Linked DNA regions of Oryzias latipes: regions 2 and 3 are each linked to region 1. Evidence: chromatin contacts called from public Hi-C data. All regions are on one chromosome and are shown on one strand. Each heading gives the region's core, a stretch centred on a gene start, on an enhancer-like site or on the middle of the called end of the contact. The rest is flanking DNA. Distances are from core to core; before and after follow the strand shown. Region 1 holds the start of arhgap35 (rho GTPase-activating protein 35). Region 2 holds the start of slc1a5 (neutral amino acid transporter B(0)). Region 3 holds the start of tmem160 (transmembrane protein 160).

The links. A called contact is a pair of places that touch in the nucleus more often than the background predicts.
Region 2: a Hi-C map of embryo shows a contact between it and region 1, with 2.1 times the contacts expected there. The contact joins the promoter of slc1a5 here to the promoter of arhgap35 in region 1. A contact is called at or near these places in 2 of 5 Hi-C or Micro-C datasets (embryo and fibroblasts).
Region 3: a Hi-C map of embryo shows a contact between it and region 1, with 2.8 times the contacts expected there. The contact joins the promoter of tmem160 here to the promoter of arhgap35 in region 1. A contact is called at or near these places in 2 of 5 Hi-C or Micro-C datasets (embryo and fibroblasts).

What each region holds. Positions count from the first base shown.
Region 1 is chr13:14,626,275-14,631,401 of ASM223467v1, reverse strand. arhgap35 (rho GTPase-activating protein 35) reads right to left here and starts at 2,824. Exons shown (of 8, transcript XM_004075657.4): 1 at 2,148-2,824. LOC105355424 (a long non-coding RNA gene) reads left to right here. Exons shown (of 2, transcript XR_909843.3): 1 at 1-2,038; 2 at 2,815-2,969.
Region 2 is chr13:14,839,846-14,844,972 of ASM223467v1, reverse strand. It overlaps slc1a5 (neutral amino acid transporter B(0)), which reads right to left and starts at 2,092. Exons shown (of 8, transcript XM_004075403.4): 1 at 1,403-2,092. The coding sequence starts at 1,935.
Region 3 is chr13:14,790,910-14,796,036 of ASM223467v1, reverse strand. It overlaps tmem160 (transmembrane protein 160), which reads left to right and starts at 3,083. Exons shown (of 4, transcript XM_004075402.4): 1 at 3,083-3,414; 2 at 3,532-3,556. The coding sequence starts at 3,196.

The sequences.
Region 1 (5,127 bases), core at 1,575-4,074:
AGGCCTTTATGTCAGCCTATCCCCATCTGTAGTTCTATAATGAGCAAGGGAGAAGACCCACTGTGGGAGTGAAGAGGACCTCAGTTCTGCTGAAGCAGACAAACGTTCTGATGGAAATTCAGATACAATCATCCCAGAATGCACTTTCACTGCCTAATAATCAGCCACTAGAACAAGGCGGCCATTGAGAGGAGAGCGACAGTAATCCGGTCCACCAAACTCCAAAGCTACCCGCTATAATTAGCCCCTTTCTCAATCAAATACTGACTAACAAGCAAAATTCTGAAGAAACACACGACAGAGGAAATTTAGTGACCAGCATAAATTAACAAAAGGAAAGGTTTGACATCCTTTTTATAGACATGGCCATCACAATGGCAGTCAATTGAAATTTAAAAAGCAGGTGAAAGTTTTCATTTAAATGAAGTGGCTTGTGAAAGTAAAATCTCACACTTTTAATCTTTGTCTCCTCATGGGGACGCAGATTTGAAGATGGATCCGAAAGTTCAGTGATCCTTATTTTGCAAATGACATTAGGCTACCCCCATATCTTGTGTTTTACTGAATTTCTTCTCCAACATGATGCAAGAGATCCAAGCCCATTTGTAGCCGGCGTCCTAGTGAGTAAAGACAAACTCCCCTAATCTGATGAGCATGTACAAACTCAAGGCTTCACAATCCAATCAGCAACCCTGAGGCAAGCCAGAGTTCAAGGAAAGAAGACCAGCTAGCATGTTGCCTGAGCAAATGGAAGAAAATGAGGCTTCCTGGAGAGGTGTGACTGCCTTGCAAAGGGCCCAATCAAGCACAGCGCAGAAGTGCTGACAGCTGTTCATATATTCACCTGAGTGCACCAAGACGGTCTTCACAGGAAGGTTTAGAGATATGTTCACTTCCTTCCAAGTATCGTACCCTTAAATAAAGTTATCACTATGCATAGAAGCTTCCCGAAAGTGTTCAGCCAAAACACGACCAACAAATCCACAGCACCAATACATGTGTGGATATCATCCAATGACAAAGTTCCTGTTTGGGGGAATTTTCCCTACTATCTAGCAGTGACCAGTAACTGTAAATAATGAGCCAATGACACAGCATTAGCAGTAAAGCACATTCCTGCCTTTACTGCCGTGTGATAAGGCGTTATCCTCGTCAACACGGTCACCCCCCTAGAACTCATTCAGACAATATTAAAGCAGTATGTTAGTTATCTTTAAGGAGCGTTTCTAGAGGAGAGCACTGGAAGGACACCGACAGAAAGGGAGTGGCTGCAAGAAAAATGCCCTATTCACATAACCTTGAGTCAAAGCAGTTCCATCATCAATATATATACTTATATATATAGAAGTATAGAGTTATGTTGCTGGATTATTAGAGGAGCCAATTGGTGGCGTTAATTCTGAGTCACAGGGATGCACTCTGCTGAGATCAAAAATATTTTTCACGGAAAAGGAGTTTATGCAATGGCCTCTGCCTTATGAAAGCCTGGATTGGTGAGAAGCACAAGTAAAACATAAAAATGAAAGCAAACAAAAAAAGGTCATTAACATAAGGGGAACACCAACTGACAAGCAAAACATACTGGTAATCCAGGTTTTTCACACAGCAATCAGGGAGAAAATGCACAGTCCATCTTTGGTCAAACCCCAACATGTTATTGCTTCAACAGTTTGAGTGGTTGTCCCACCCCCTCACCCCACTTTTTTTTTTTAAAGTATGACATGGTGTGGAGTTTCCCCAGGCCTGACAAGACCAATGCATTCCAGGTGTTTGTTGTATAAACAATTTAATGTTTGGATAGAACCAGGTTTTTTTTAGCTTTATTCTCTAAATTTAACATTTAACAAGCTCATGGTTACCCTGACTTGCCCTACAAACTGCTTTATTAAGTATACACCCCGAGCATCATCTTAAGTATTATAATTATGATCATTTTGAGGTACTTGGGGGCCATAAAATCATGTCTGCCCTCAAGCGAAATGAGGTCGACTCCCAGTTTCTCGATTTTGCCTGGACTTTGGCGCAACTGGAGCAGCAGGTGAGGAAAAATGTCCATGTTCGCCCTTAAATGCTTCTCTTCCTCTGAAAAAACTGTCTAATTGTTACATGAACGCCGTTGAAAGGGGAAATAAGGAGCGTCTACGTACCAAATCAGTCCAGTCTCGCGCTTCGGTTCTTCATCCGTGCTCCTCAGTTGGGAAAAGACTTTAAAACACAAACGTGTGTGTTTGGGAGGGGAAACGCTTCCCTAAAAACTCACATCGATTATTTTCAGTTGGTCTGGTAAACACGCTGTCTGCCCGTCTGCTCCCGCAGACATGAAATGACTGTTTGAAGTTTCTGGACAAGTGAAGTGGAGGATTGCTGTCTCTGAATCGGAAATAAACTAATACATCATACTGATTAAATTAGCAGCGGGGGGAAAATGTCCCTCAAACTCGCGTCCTTTCACAGCGACTGCAAACGTATTACGAAGAGGAAAAAAATGGGAGGCGTTGCAGAGCGCTGTTTCGGTGTGTTTTCCCTTCTTGGCTCCGCCACCACGTTGTTTTGACCGATTCTCATTCGCCTCTGTCGAGTCCCAAACACAAGAGTCGGCAGGAAACGCGGTCCCAAAAGCGTCCGTAAATCAGCGGGACGGTGTTTTCCGCGTGCGGAGGCGCGCGAGGAAGCCCCGAGATCTCCTTTCTGATGTACTAGAGCCGTTCGCTGGAGAAAATGTGTGACGCGCTCTGTCTATCCCTCTGCCCCTCACTCCCTTCGCTTCTTTTTTTTTTTCCGGCTTCCCAATAATGGCGGACCTTGTGAATCCAGCATCTCCACTCCTGCTCACAGAAAGACTCTCGCCCAGTGGTTCGTGGACACAACTACAACAAGCACGCTGTTGGTACTGGCGATGCCTGACAGTACACAACAACACACCATGGAGCAACATTGATTTTTCAATAAAAACATGGCACAAAAAGTGATGAAATGTTGTGTCTGGTATCTAACTTTCCTCGCACTTTAGAAAGTGGTTTTGTTTATTAGACTGAAAAATTGGGTAAAAGGGCCTCAACACTTGCAGTGGTGGGTCTGTTTAAAAAGGAAATAAAACTGTATTGCCAAGACTCATTACTACAAAAAAATAAACCCACCAGATGATTTGTCTTATAAGCAATTAAAAAAAATCTGAAAAGTCTGAATTAGAAATATGCATAGGTTTTTTTTAATGGTAAAGCAAAACAGCTGTTGCAAATAGTAGCTTTGAAAAAAAAGAAACAAGTCTAACCTGGTTGGCATCAGTGTCATTTAGCCAAAGATGTAGACTTTTCCAAAAATAATAATACAAGTCCCAAACAGGGGTGAAACAACCAACATTTACCACAGAGGACAGAAACTAAAACAAGCTAAATGTGTCAGCATTTACCTGAATTTAAGTTGCACTACTTTACTGTGCAAAACTAACATGGCAAAAGACAGTTTTTATTCTCGAAACACAAAATAAGTGTGTCAAAATGTGATACCCAGGTACAGTACACACCTTTCATATTTAAATTGTACATTTTATCCTTAAAAAATAAAAACAACTTGTGCACTTCATAAAATTTACAATATATAAAAAATACAGTGACACAAATGAATACTTTTCAAATCAGATCAACATAAAAACAAATAAGATTCAAATGTAACACATTTAACTTAAAATATTAAACAGTTATTATTGAATAACTCATAAATATAAAGTAAAGGCTCAACAACTCATACACCATGTTCAACAATAGTATCTGTCCAATGCAAGAGGCTCCCTGCTTGTGTTTAGACAGGAGGGAAAAAAACAATGCACATTTCAGGAGCCAACCTAGACAGTTTTAAAGCAAAATGTCAAATGAAATACTAGTAAAGATAAAGTCACAGTATGCTGCTTAACTGGAATAACCTCTAAAAGAGTAGGTTTTAACTTTGAACTCCTCACGTGGCTCTCATCTGAACTCTGAGGCTGTTGGAGGGTCGAGGGAGAGTTAAAAAAAACTTTTATTCACTTAAGTTTGGTGTCTACCTCTGAGGAGGTGTAAATGACCTTCTGGGTCTACAAAAGTCTGAAAAGTCCTTTGTTTCATCGTAAGGAAACAGAGAGGAAAACGAAAGCAGTCATAAATAAACGTAAATTATCTTCCAAGACACAAAGTGACCACACCAAGAAGCAAAGTGATAGCAATTGGAAACAGCGCGGCCACAAGAGAATGAAACACAAGCAGGGTTTGTAGCAGGAACAAAAACTCTGAGTACTAAACAGGGCCACAAATGTTAAAAAATAAACACAACCACGTTGGACATTGATTTGTCCAATCAGTCTAATCAAGAAGTAAAAAAACAGTCCCGTCAAAGGTAAAATCGCCCTTTTTGTACTACATTTGAACCGTACCGTAACGATAAACAACCAGTAAACCTGTCTGCTCTATGCTGCTTCATGGTCTTACCCCCCTTCCCCTCCTATTATCACCCTCCTACCCCCCTCTCTCTCTAACGTCCCTCTCTCTTCTTCCCCTCTTTCCTTTTCCGTCCGGTCCAACACCAAAGATTTTCAAACATGATTGAAATTAATAAAGTTTGGCCTCAATTACAAAAGGGGTTTATTCAGACATACCTTTGGTTTGTCTGAAGATGAATAACCCCTCTTGTTAAAATAAAATATGTCCAACACAAGAGGCCCTCAGCTCTCATCTGTTTGCCTAGCTGTTGGACAGGACAAGTTAAAAAAAAAAAAAAAAAAAGGTAAAATCGAATCATTTCAATTGGATTTGAAAAGTCATCTATTAGGAGAATCATTTGATGATGTTTGCATTGTGATTAGTTCAGCCACTGAATGATAATTAAGTTGTGTCTCTAAGGAGGACAGTATAACAACTAAGAATTGTCTGATTTGTTGTAAAGACAACAAGCTAAGAGCTCAAACAGATGTTTAATGTTTTGCAGCGGGACCTTGTTCGGAATGAATTCCCTGTGACTCTGCCCCTCCCTCAACGTCTTCCAACAGCCCAATCCAGACTTAAACATGTACGATGAGCACAAATGTTTCATTTGATGCAAAAATGCAGGCTGTTATTTGAAAGCGGAATGAAGTGGGCCTACTTTAAAAGCCAACTA
Region 2 (5,127 bases), core at 843-3,342, 210 kb before region 1:
TCTTTTAAATCTTGTTTTAATTGGAAGAGACTGACAACTGTTGAGTCATGCTCAGCTAATTTCAGCTAAACGTTTCTCTTTATAAGTCTCCTCTCCATCCAGTCTCCATTCCAGAATTTTAGCTCTTGAAACACAAGCACCAAGTTTTGAAAAATATTTTGTGCTCCTGCACAACAAGTACAGCCAAAGAATGGAGCCCTGCCCTGTCTTTGTTCCTAAATTGGAGCCAAATGTGTCAATGTAAACCACATCGGGACATAGCTAAAATGGGCCCAGACCAAAGTGCAGTTTGTACAAAACACTTTTAGAAGAAAGAAAAAAACAGACACTGGAGGGTTTCTTTTCTGTAGTTGCATAAGTCAAATCTGCCCTTCTGAACATTAATCACTTAAAGAGCACCTGAAGAGCTTTTGAGGAACAAATAGGCAGAAGATGGAAACGGTGATGAATCTTATAGACCCTTTTCATGGAAAGCTGAATTTAGCTCTCAGATTAACGTCAGGACAATAAAGCACTTAAGAGATGCACACAATATTTTTTCTTAAGTCTAAAGTTTTAACAAAGTTGATACAAGTGCAGAGGAACTTTTTGTATTTTACTTTTCTGTTTTTTTTTCTTCTGTGTACTACTAAGTATAGATGTTCTTGAAACCTGTGTGAAACTCAAAGGGACTGTGTGACTCAGTTGCTTCACAGCTGCTTCCTTTTCTGCCCAACATAAGGGTGAGGTGGCAGTTCTCCTGCATGTCTCTCAAAGGCAGATTTAACTCATGGGGAAAAGGCAACATACCAGACACACAACCAAGGCCAACTGGCTCAACTGGTGTAAAAAGCAACCATCCCATTCATAGTTAATTGGTGGGTTGGCTGCTACTTACAGAAAAATCAAATTAAAGGGAAATCCTGTGACGTCATCCGTGATGATCAGATACCGGTACTACTACTTTTAGATAGATGGGGGGAGGGCTTATAGTAGGAAGTTCTTCACTAACGCGCACGTGCTGTTGTCCTTTATTTTATTCAAATAAAAGTCAAACGCAACTATTAAAGCATTGTTGATTTGATTAAATATACTTTAGTCTGTGTCTGAGTAGTGTTCTGTTGAAAACGGGGGACTCATTAGTTTGCTTCCCGGAATAGCACGTGTGAAGACGCAGTAGCTGATGCAACGGCGTATTTGCATTACAGGAGAGCGCGCTCACCTGTTTGCCCGTCACATACCGTCACTCCTTCTTAAACGATCCAAAAGACAACTTCAGACTGACTGAAATGAAGTTTTGAAACGCGCGTTCAGCTGGCGTTGGCGCAGCAGCTGTTTGGATCATAAAACGTATCTTTTTTACGCACCGGGGCGCAGCGTGTTCTGGGGCCCAGAGGGGGCACAGGTCAGGTGCGAGTCTCACCTTATCAGATCCAAGAAGGAGTCTATGATTTCTTTATGGGCTGGCACTTCTTCATCAAAGGATGCGAGCTTGGTGACGGTCACCTCGCCCGGCTTTATGATGAACGCCATCACGACCCCGATGGCAGAGGCGATAAGGGTGGTAACCAGAAAGAAGAGCATGGCCCAGCCGCCAAGCTTGCCCAGGGCTTTCGGGTCGATGCTGGCCGCCCCGGACACCAGGCTGCACACCACCAGGGGGATGATGATCATCTTCAGGAGCCGGATGAGCAGCTCACCTGGGAAGCCCACATAGATTATCTGCGTTCTCGTGAGCGCCACGTTGCGCACTCCAAGTCCGATGAAGACCCCGATGATGACCCCGGCCACGGTGAGGATCACCAGCAGGTTCGCTCGGACGATCCTCTTCACTCTTTGGGCCAGGGTCTCCGGTTCCGTCTTCCTGTGGCTGTTCAGTCCGTTTACCAGCGGCTCATCGAAGTGCGCCTCGCCGTTGGATGTCTTTACTTCCTCCATGTTTATCTTCTCAGCCATCGTGTCCCCGTCGTAATAAACACAGATCTTAGTTTAGGACTAAACAGTAAAGTAAACTTATATGAAATGACGGAAAGAACGCGGGAATTTGGCGCGTAAAACTAAAGAACAGAGTTTAGAATGTAGGAAAGACGCCGGCGCTGATGCCCGCCTTAAACGCCGGCGTTTTACTCCGCCCCTTTGACGTAACGGGGTGTGTTCTAATCGTAAAACCTCGAACAGCCAATCACAGTTCGATTTTAGCTTCACAAACGTTCCCTTTTTTAGCTGAGTCGCGTTTCCCCCACTATGTTTTCTTCCCCTTTGTTTAATAATATAACCAAGATAAGATTAAGGGGATGTAAATATTTTTAGTAAAGTTGCATGCGTGCTTATAGATATCTTATTTACACTCATTCAACATAGTAGGATTTCAGTGAATTGAACATTTTTTCTGAATCAAGAATATTATATCCAGAATATTTGCAGAAAACAACAAAAAAATCTTGTCAAATTTTCTGCATCTAAGGTAACATCCAAACCAATGACATAACACTGAAATAATGGGTAGAAGCTAGGACAGAAACTAGTTTTGGGCTTAATCTTTGTCAGGAAATGTTCTGTCAAGTGGCTCTTGCAAAGTTGTAGTTATTTTATGTCAAACTACAAGATACTAATCATAAAGATTACAACTCTCTTAAAATATAAGATAAAACAGAAGTTTATGTTAGAGTTCTCTCTCTTAAAGTGCTTTATCCATTTACATGCTCACTCTGTTCTCGTCATGGGGCCTATCCTGGCTGTTTTAGGATTTAGAAACAGTTACACCTCACTCAGGTTAAATTCATCAATCGAAGATCCATTCATTTTTTATCTTCTAAACCTGTTTTGTCACTTTCGGGGTCAGGGGGCTGCTGGAGCCTATCCTGGCCACTCGTAGAGCAAAGGCAGGGGACACCCTGGACAGGTCTCCAGTCTATCGCCATTGAAGACATTTTTTATATCTCAGAAAAGCAATAACATGCATTTGGAGAACATGGAAACTCCACACAGAAAGTTTCCAGCCTGGAACAGTTAGGACTCTCTCATGGGAGGCAATGTTGCCAACTAACACACCATCAAATGACAGCGCATAGCACGGCCACATCAAATAATAAAGCTAAGCAGAACTCAAAATAAATAACAAGAATGGTGCATTCCAAGCAAGCTGCAATCAAACATAGTGGAGTGAATTTGCTTTTTGAAATCATTTTCTTGTTATTAAAGTTCAATATTACACATTTTTTCAAATATAAATCAATTTTAATTTTGGTTAATTATGGCAAATTAAATACAGTCATTTAATTTGCATTAAAAATTCAAATCAAAATAATAAAAAAGTATTTATTCAATCTTTCTATTAAAGTACGTTTTCCTTGAAATGTAAAGAAACTTAAGGAAAAACTTTGTGTTTATATCCTGCAGCATTTTAAACAGCAGAAATATGTTCAAAAACCCAGAGATCTGGAAGTTCTGAAAAATGTGACTATTTTTGCAAATGTTATCATTTTCAATTGGCGTGAAACCCTTTACAGCTGTTTCATCATATAGTAACAATGAGCTCAAGTTCCTTTAACCCACATATGCAAATGTGCTTGAGGGCATAAGGGATTTTTTCAATACTTTCATAATTAGGAGGCATCAAGTCACAGTGTAACCTGTGGCATTTGTGTCATCAGGCAGCACCTTCAGCCCAAATATGAAAATTATAAAGCAGTTTATCATATAAAAATATAATAAATATATTTTTATAAATCACTATTAATTACATTTGAATACATTATATTTAATTTTGTTTTGTTAAAAAAAAAAAAAAAAACACAAAGAAGATAAAATACTAAACTAATTCCCAAATTGTTCCGTTACCAACAGCACAGACCAAACGTTTGGACACACCTTCTCATTCAAATGAATGCGTATCCAAACTTTTGGTCTGTACTGTATATACTCCTCTAGTTTGCACTTCCATCAGATCTTTTAAAATGTGCTCAAAATTTCCCTCCCTTTTCTTTTTCTAGTCCAGTTTGAGTAGAAGTAGAATTTCTGAATGAAAATATGAGCGATAGTAAAAATTATCATTTTGTTTTGCACTCTGCAGGTTCTACTAAGCTGTGTTAAGCTTTAACAAGTAACAGACTCATCGTCTGGGATAAGAACAGCTGGATATCTACGAACTTGTGCACAGGGGTCCAAGACAAGTTGGGAGTTAGCTTACACTCATTTTTTTTAAACCTTTTGACCGCCTGAAACCTGTGGGAAAAGCACCTTTTGGGAGTAAAATAAGCGCACAGTACCAGAACTCAAGCCGCAAGCAGGCTGATCTCCCAGTGTTTAGTTTATTTGATTAAGCTCATCCCTTTGTTCCCCCTGACTGTGACAATGATTTGATGGAATCACTGTGGTCTGTGAAAAAGTGCTTTCTCTGTGAGAGAGCGCAACTGCAATGGCTCAATCTGCTTAACTAAGAAAGTTTTTCTGGAGGGGGGGGGCATCTATGTACACACACTACAAACAGCCGGTGCCGCATGATGTGGAGATCCATTTGTACTATTTGGCGCATACAAATGTCAAAGTTGACCTTGTTTTCTGGTACATTTGCCATTATAAACCTATCCTGCAAAAACAGGAAAAGCAACATGTTTAAAGCAATAATGACAAAGAAATGTCACTTGTTCAGTTAAAATAAGTGGAGGGAGGAAAGATAACAAAGTACTGCTAGCAACAGGTAAGGGGGTATGGCACAAAGGGAAATTAAAAAGGTGAAAATGAATCTTCAAAGCTTTTTCTTTCCTATAGCACGTGTCAAACTCAGGGCCACAGGCCAAATTTGCCCCACAGTATATACTTAATTGGCCTGCGAGATCATATCAATGTGCATTAGAGCTGCCTTATCCTGTACCAATAATACTACAAATCCCACAATGCTTTGAGCCTCCTTTTTTCTGTAGACAGTCATTGAGAGCCATGCTCCAGTCAGATAGGAATAATTAGTTTCACCCTCCACAAACATGGCCAAACGAAAGACGCACAACAGGAGCTTTGAGGAAAGACCTGCTAGGTTTTCCTCAGCTCAGAGTCTGACCCCAGACATTGATGAAATTGCATCTAAGAAAAGATGCCAGGGATCAGTGTGCAAAGAAAATCAGATTGTAGCAAACTGAGCTTGAATATATA
Region 3 (5,127 bases), core at 1,834-4,333, 160 kb before region 1:
ATGATGGGAAATGGAGGCAGGCTTACTCCACGCCAACAGTCCCACCCTCAACTCACAAGTAACTTCCCCATGAACTCCTGGTGCTTTACAGAAACTGTCCTAGAAAACGTCTGTTTTCTTTTTACATTTTGGCCAAAAACGGCATAATCATAATTAAAAGACCACTGGGAATGCTTTTAAATTAGATCAAAATGATCCGAGTGAGACTTACAGCCTTTGCCTTAAATGAAATTGATCAGCCAATAGCAGAGCAGTGGCTGCACATCTTTATTTTGGTCAGCAGCTGCAAAAAAAAAAAAAAATCATTACACATCCTTCAAAAGTGGTTTCTTTGCTTTTTTAAGCCAACTTTATGAGTTTGCACTACTTCTGTTTGGAGCGGAGTCGTGGCTACTGAAGGTCAAAAAGGGAGACGAGGTGGCGTTTCTTCTCTTGTTAGGTTTCAGTGTAGAAATCTGAGCGACAAGATCACATTTTCTTTAAAATGAAATTAATTTCCCTTTCTAAAACATAACAATTTACTTTTGAAAGCCTACGGCTTTGTGCAATGTAATCAAAATGAGAGCTTTTGTATACGCAAGTGTCAGCATGTGTATATATGTGCACACACACAAACATCAGCCTGCCATTGTGTTGGGAACAGTAGCGTGAGAGTGGCCAGTAGGTCAGCTGTGCTATCACATCAAAGAGTTGGCAGTCTGTAAAAGGCATTAGACCATTTTCACACACAGGAAGACAAACACAAAAACACAAACTCCTGCGTGTGCAGCTCTCTGCTCCACACACTGAACTGTCTGCTGTGAATCCAGCCTGCTCTGGATTCCAGCAGGCTGATGAGGACAAAGGAACATCCGGAGGAGGGTTCACTCCTTCCACGTGAGAAGACAAACCAAGCCTGCATGATGTATGTTTACACACATTTCTGGCACATTTAACAAGAAAAAATAGAAATAAAAAAATTATCATGTGGTCCTTTTGGGTTCTTGTTTTACGAATTAAGTAAACCATGGTACATTTGCTGGTACCAAAGTGGAGATAAATGCAGGGCAGCCAGATTAAGAGGGTTTGGACACGCTGGGACGAGGAACAGTGAATATGTAGGTTAAACGGAGGCCCTGTTTGGAGCTACCAGGAAAGAGGCCTACAGGAAGACCAAAGAGGAAGTTCATGGATGCAGTGGAGGAGGAAATGAGGATAGTTGGTGTGAACAGGGTTAGAAGAAGGTGGATGATTTGCTGTGGCAACTCCTAAAGCCTGAGTGTCAAACTCCAGACCTCGAGCACCAGCCTCCTGCTGGTTTTCTGGAAATCCTGCCTTATCTGCTGCTGATTTCCTGGATCAGATGGGTTTAGCCAATAAGAAGCTTCAATGGCAGGTTGGTTGGAAAACATGTAGGACACCGGCCCTAGACAAAAATTAATTTACATAGAAAAGTGTCTTAAGTGAAAAACAGTGTCAGAACAATTTATTACCTTTACTTTTAACCTATTGATGCAAATAGGCATCAGACAACTTCAGCTTCAAAAGTACCTTAACTTAAGATCTACGTGAAATCAAATTCTTATTATGTGATTTTCTTTTCCATAGCTGGAAATAAACTTAGGGGTCAAGGGGTTAAACTCCTGTTTGTATTTTTCATTAAAATTAAAGATTTTTGAATTGGTATTGCTCTGGAACATTTGAACCCTTGGACTTCTCAGTCGAAGCTCATTCAAAAAGAAAATAGCTGGTGCAGTTCACCAAATTACCACTAGGCGAACAATGACTATTTTATTCATTAAACCTTACATCCTAATCTGTGGATACCTCAGGTTCGAGTGGGAAATCACTTTTACTCAAATTCGAATATTTACACAAAGAAGTCTCAGGTAACAACCTTGATTTGCTGTCAGGTACAGAAAAAAATCTAGTCTCCAATGAAAATCATTTAGAGTAGAAGAGTCATCATCCGTCCATCCATCCATACATACATCCATAAGGAAGAAGCTCATTTCAGCTACTTGTATTTGGGACCTCGTTCTTTGAGTGAGTATTTGAACAAAGATCAACTAGTAAATTGAGAGCTTTGCTTTCTGGCTCAGCTCTTTCTTCACCACGGACCGGTACAGTGACCACATACCAGTGGACACTGCACCAATCTGCCTGTCAATCTCACGCTCTGATCTTCCCTCACTCAAGAGAAAGATCCCAAGGTATTTAAACTCCTCCACCTGGGGCAGGAACACTCCACCCACCCAGAGATGGCAAAGAGTCACAATTTGAGATTTAGAGAAAGCACAAGGAAGGATGCATTGTAAATGTAGAAAATCAGTATTTGTTCTTGAGGTAACAATTTCGATTTATTCCCCCCTCACCAAATTTGCATGTTCTTTATTTTTGGGCTTAGGATTCAGATTTCCCCCTTTTATTTTGTTAGCTTTCATATTTCTAATTATCTGATTACTACAGCAGTGTACATCAAAAGATTTTTAATGTTTACAAACTGTAAAACATTTTTAGGTAATTTTTTCGGTAAGAAAAAGGTAAAAATTAAATTAAATTAGCTCAAATAAATATATTGAAAAAAGTAAATGACACAAAAAACCTTTTAATAATGACATCTTTCTCTTGAAATTGAACATCATAATAGTTTTTACTCTTGATGCAGTAGAAATTGAAAAACATAAGTGACAGAGACTTTAAGGCCAAACTACAGAAAATACTCAGTCTCACACAAATAATTTCAGCTTATATTTTATTTGATTTAGTTAGCTAACTTTTCACTACAGCAAATAAAATCTACTTAATTTGTTTAAAAACCAAAAATAAACAAACTTCTCTCCTCAGAAGACTGCTATACCTATCTATCAAACTGAGAAATGTTTTATCCTCTCCCGCCCTCTTGTGTCATAAATTTGAACAAACATGTTTAAAATCTAGAGATGCTGTAACTGTTTGAGTAGGAGAAGAGTAGTAGTTTCTTTGTAAAAAAAAAAGGTTGATCAAAAAAATGCTTTAAAACAATATAATTAAGCGTTTTTATTAGCCTATTTATTTTTCCAGCTCCAATGTCTGCCGCATGGTGGCGCCACTTCTATTCTGCCTGCCTTTCGGCGGACTCTTCCGGAGTGTCGTTGTTGACCGTGTGAGAGTTCAGAGTTCGTGTTGTGTTTTTGCTCTTAGCTAACATTTTACCCAACAGTTTTCAGTGATGTTATGGCTTTCCTGAGCCTTTTCGTGAGGAGGCAGCTGCCGCAGGCTGTCACCTACTTCGCCCGGACTCTGAAGCTGGGCCGACCTCCGCGCTCCGCGGCCCCGCTGAGGAGAATCCACGGGTCGGCGCAGCAGCGGACGGCTGAGAAGGGGTCGTGGGGGAAAAGCCGGGGCTCGGAGCAGCCGCTGCAGCTCTCAGACCTTGACAAGGCGGACGCTTTGGTAGGCTAAAAATGGTGTAAAAATACCCAACACACTTGTAATGTATTTGTTTTTTCATCTAATAAGGGTAAATTCCAGACTTTTCATCTATCTCGTTCTCTCTTGCACCTTTCGCAGATACTAAGAAAGTCGCACGAAACAGGTAATTTCAAATTCCCCCCCTAAGTTTTAAGGTTTGTGATTTATTATTATTATTATTATTATTATTATTTAGAATAACAAAAATTATCTTCAAGCTTACATTTCTGACTTACTTTTGAAAAATTCTTGGTCTCTTTTTCCATATTTGTTTTGGTATCTTCCACCCCCAACCACATACAACCCTCAAAAAGTGGTTTGATCCAATATCTTGTGGAGTTTTACTCTGTTTTATGTGTACATTTTGGGATTTTTTTTTTTGTTTCTGTAATTATATTTAACAATTGAGTGCATCGCACTTTGACTCCATGTTGCCATGTTGTGACTTTAGAAACAGCGTGGAGCATTTGGAAGAAAACATGTTTTGCTTTCGCTGATTCTCTATGTTAAAGCCCAACCTGCAAAGTTTCATGGTCCAGTTTTTTTACGGCCATGCGTCAGAAGTAAACTACAGTTCTTAAAATCTAAACTAAAACCACAACTCAAACTTTATTTATATAGCACTTTCCATATAGAACAGAACAAAAAGTGCTTAACACCAGAACAAAAACATAAGACAAGCACAACAATTCGAAACACAGGAACCCCTAGTCCCATTCATGCCTCCCACCCCTTAAATGAGGGTGATAAACATTTGCAAAAGAGTCTGAGCATGGAAAAAGTTTGTTGGTGTAAAAATTGATATTTGGAACCTCCCTCTCAGTGAAAGCTGCACAGACAGCCAGATGCAGCATCACAGGAGACGCCTCAGTAAGGTGGTGATGCTGTTCACAACTAGAGCCGCAGCGGCTGAACAGCAGGCGACCCAGAAGGAGAGGATCCAACTGAGGAACTGACAATGATTAAACAACTTAAACAAGTTCTGTGGAACCCTGACAATACACTCACTCCAAGTTTTCTTAGTTTTCCAAAGAAATATGAATGCGAAATTATCACGACATTATGAGCACTTTATCTAAGAGGAGTAAAAGTACCCAAGATGAATAAGGTTACAGAAAAAGGAAAAAAACACATTTTGAACCCTTCAGCTCTGCAATCCACAGGGTGGAACACAACAATCACTTCTTACACTTTTCCCAATATTCTAAAATAATTCTACCGTATGCTGTCTCAGCCAGCCCCCCCCCCCCCCCCCCCCCCGTCTTTTTTGACATCAATCAGGTTGTGTTTGAATTCCCTCACTACTTGGTGCACTATATATTGCATTCCCCACTTTGCAGAGGTGTCTGACTGAATCTACAGTTCCAAAATCCAGTGCCCTGGAAATTTCCCACAAGTTTCTGTGAAAAACTAGTGTGCATTGATGCTCACTATTGGCAAATATAGACCACAATGCATTGCTGTCATGATTTTTTTTTATTTAAAAAAAAAAAGTAAACCATCTAAGTTTTAATCATCTGAACACAGTGGATTCCTAAATAGCCTCAGTATAATGTTTAAATTTATTAGGTTTTTACTTTGCCAAATGGGCAATGTCATATTTGGCGTTTAAAAAAAAGTAGTGAACATATGTTTAAATTACATTTAAATCCAGGGCAGTGGATAGCTCCTGAATTGTATAGTTTTTTTTTTTTT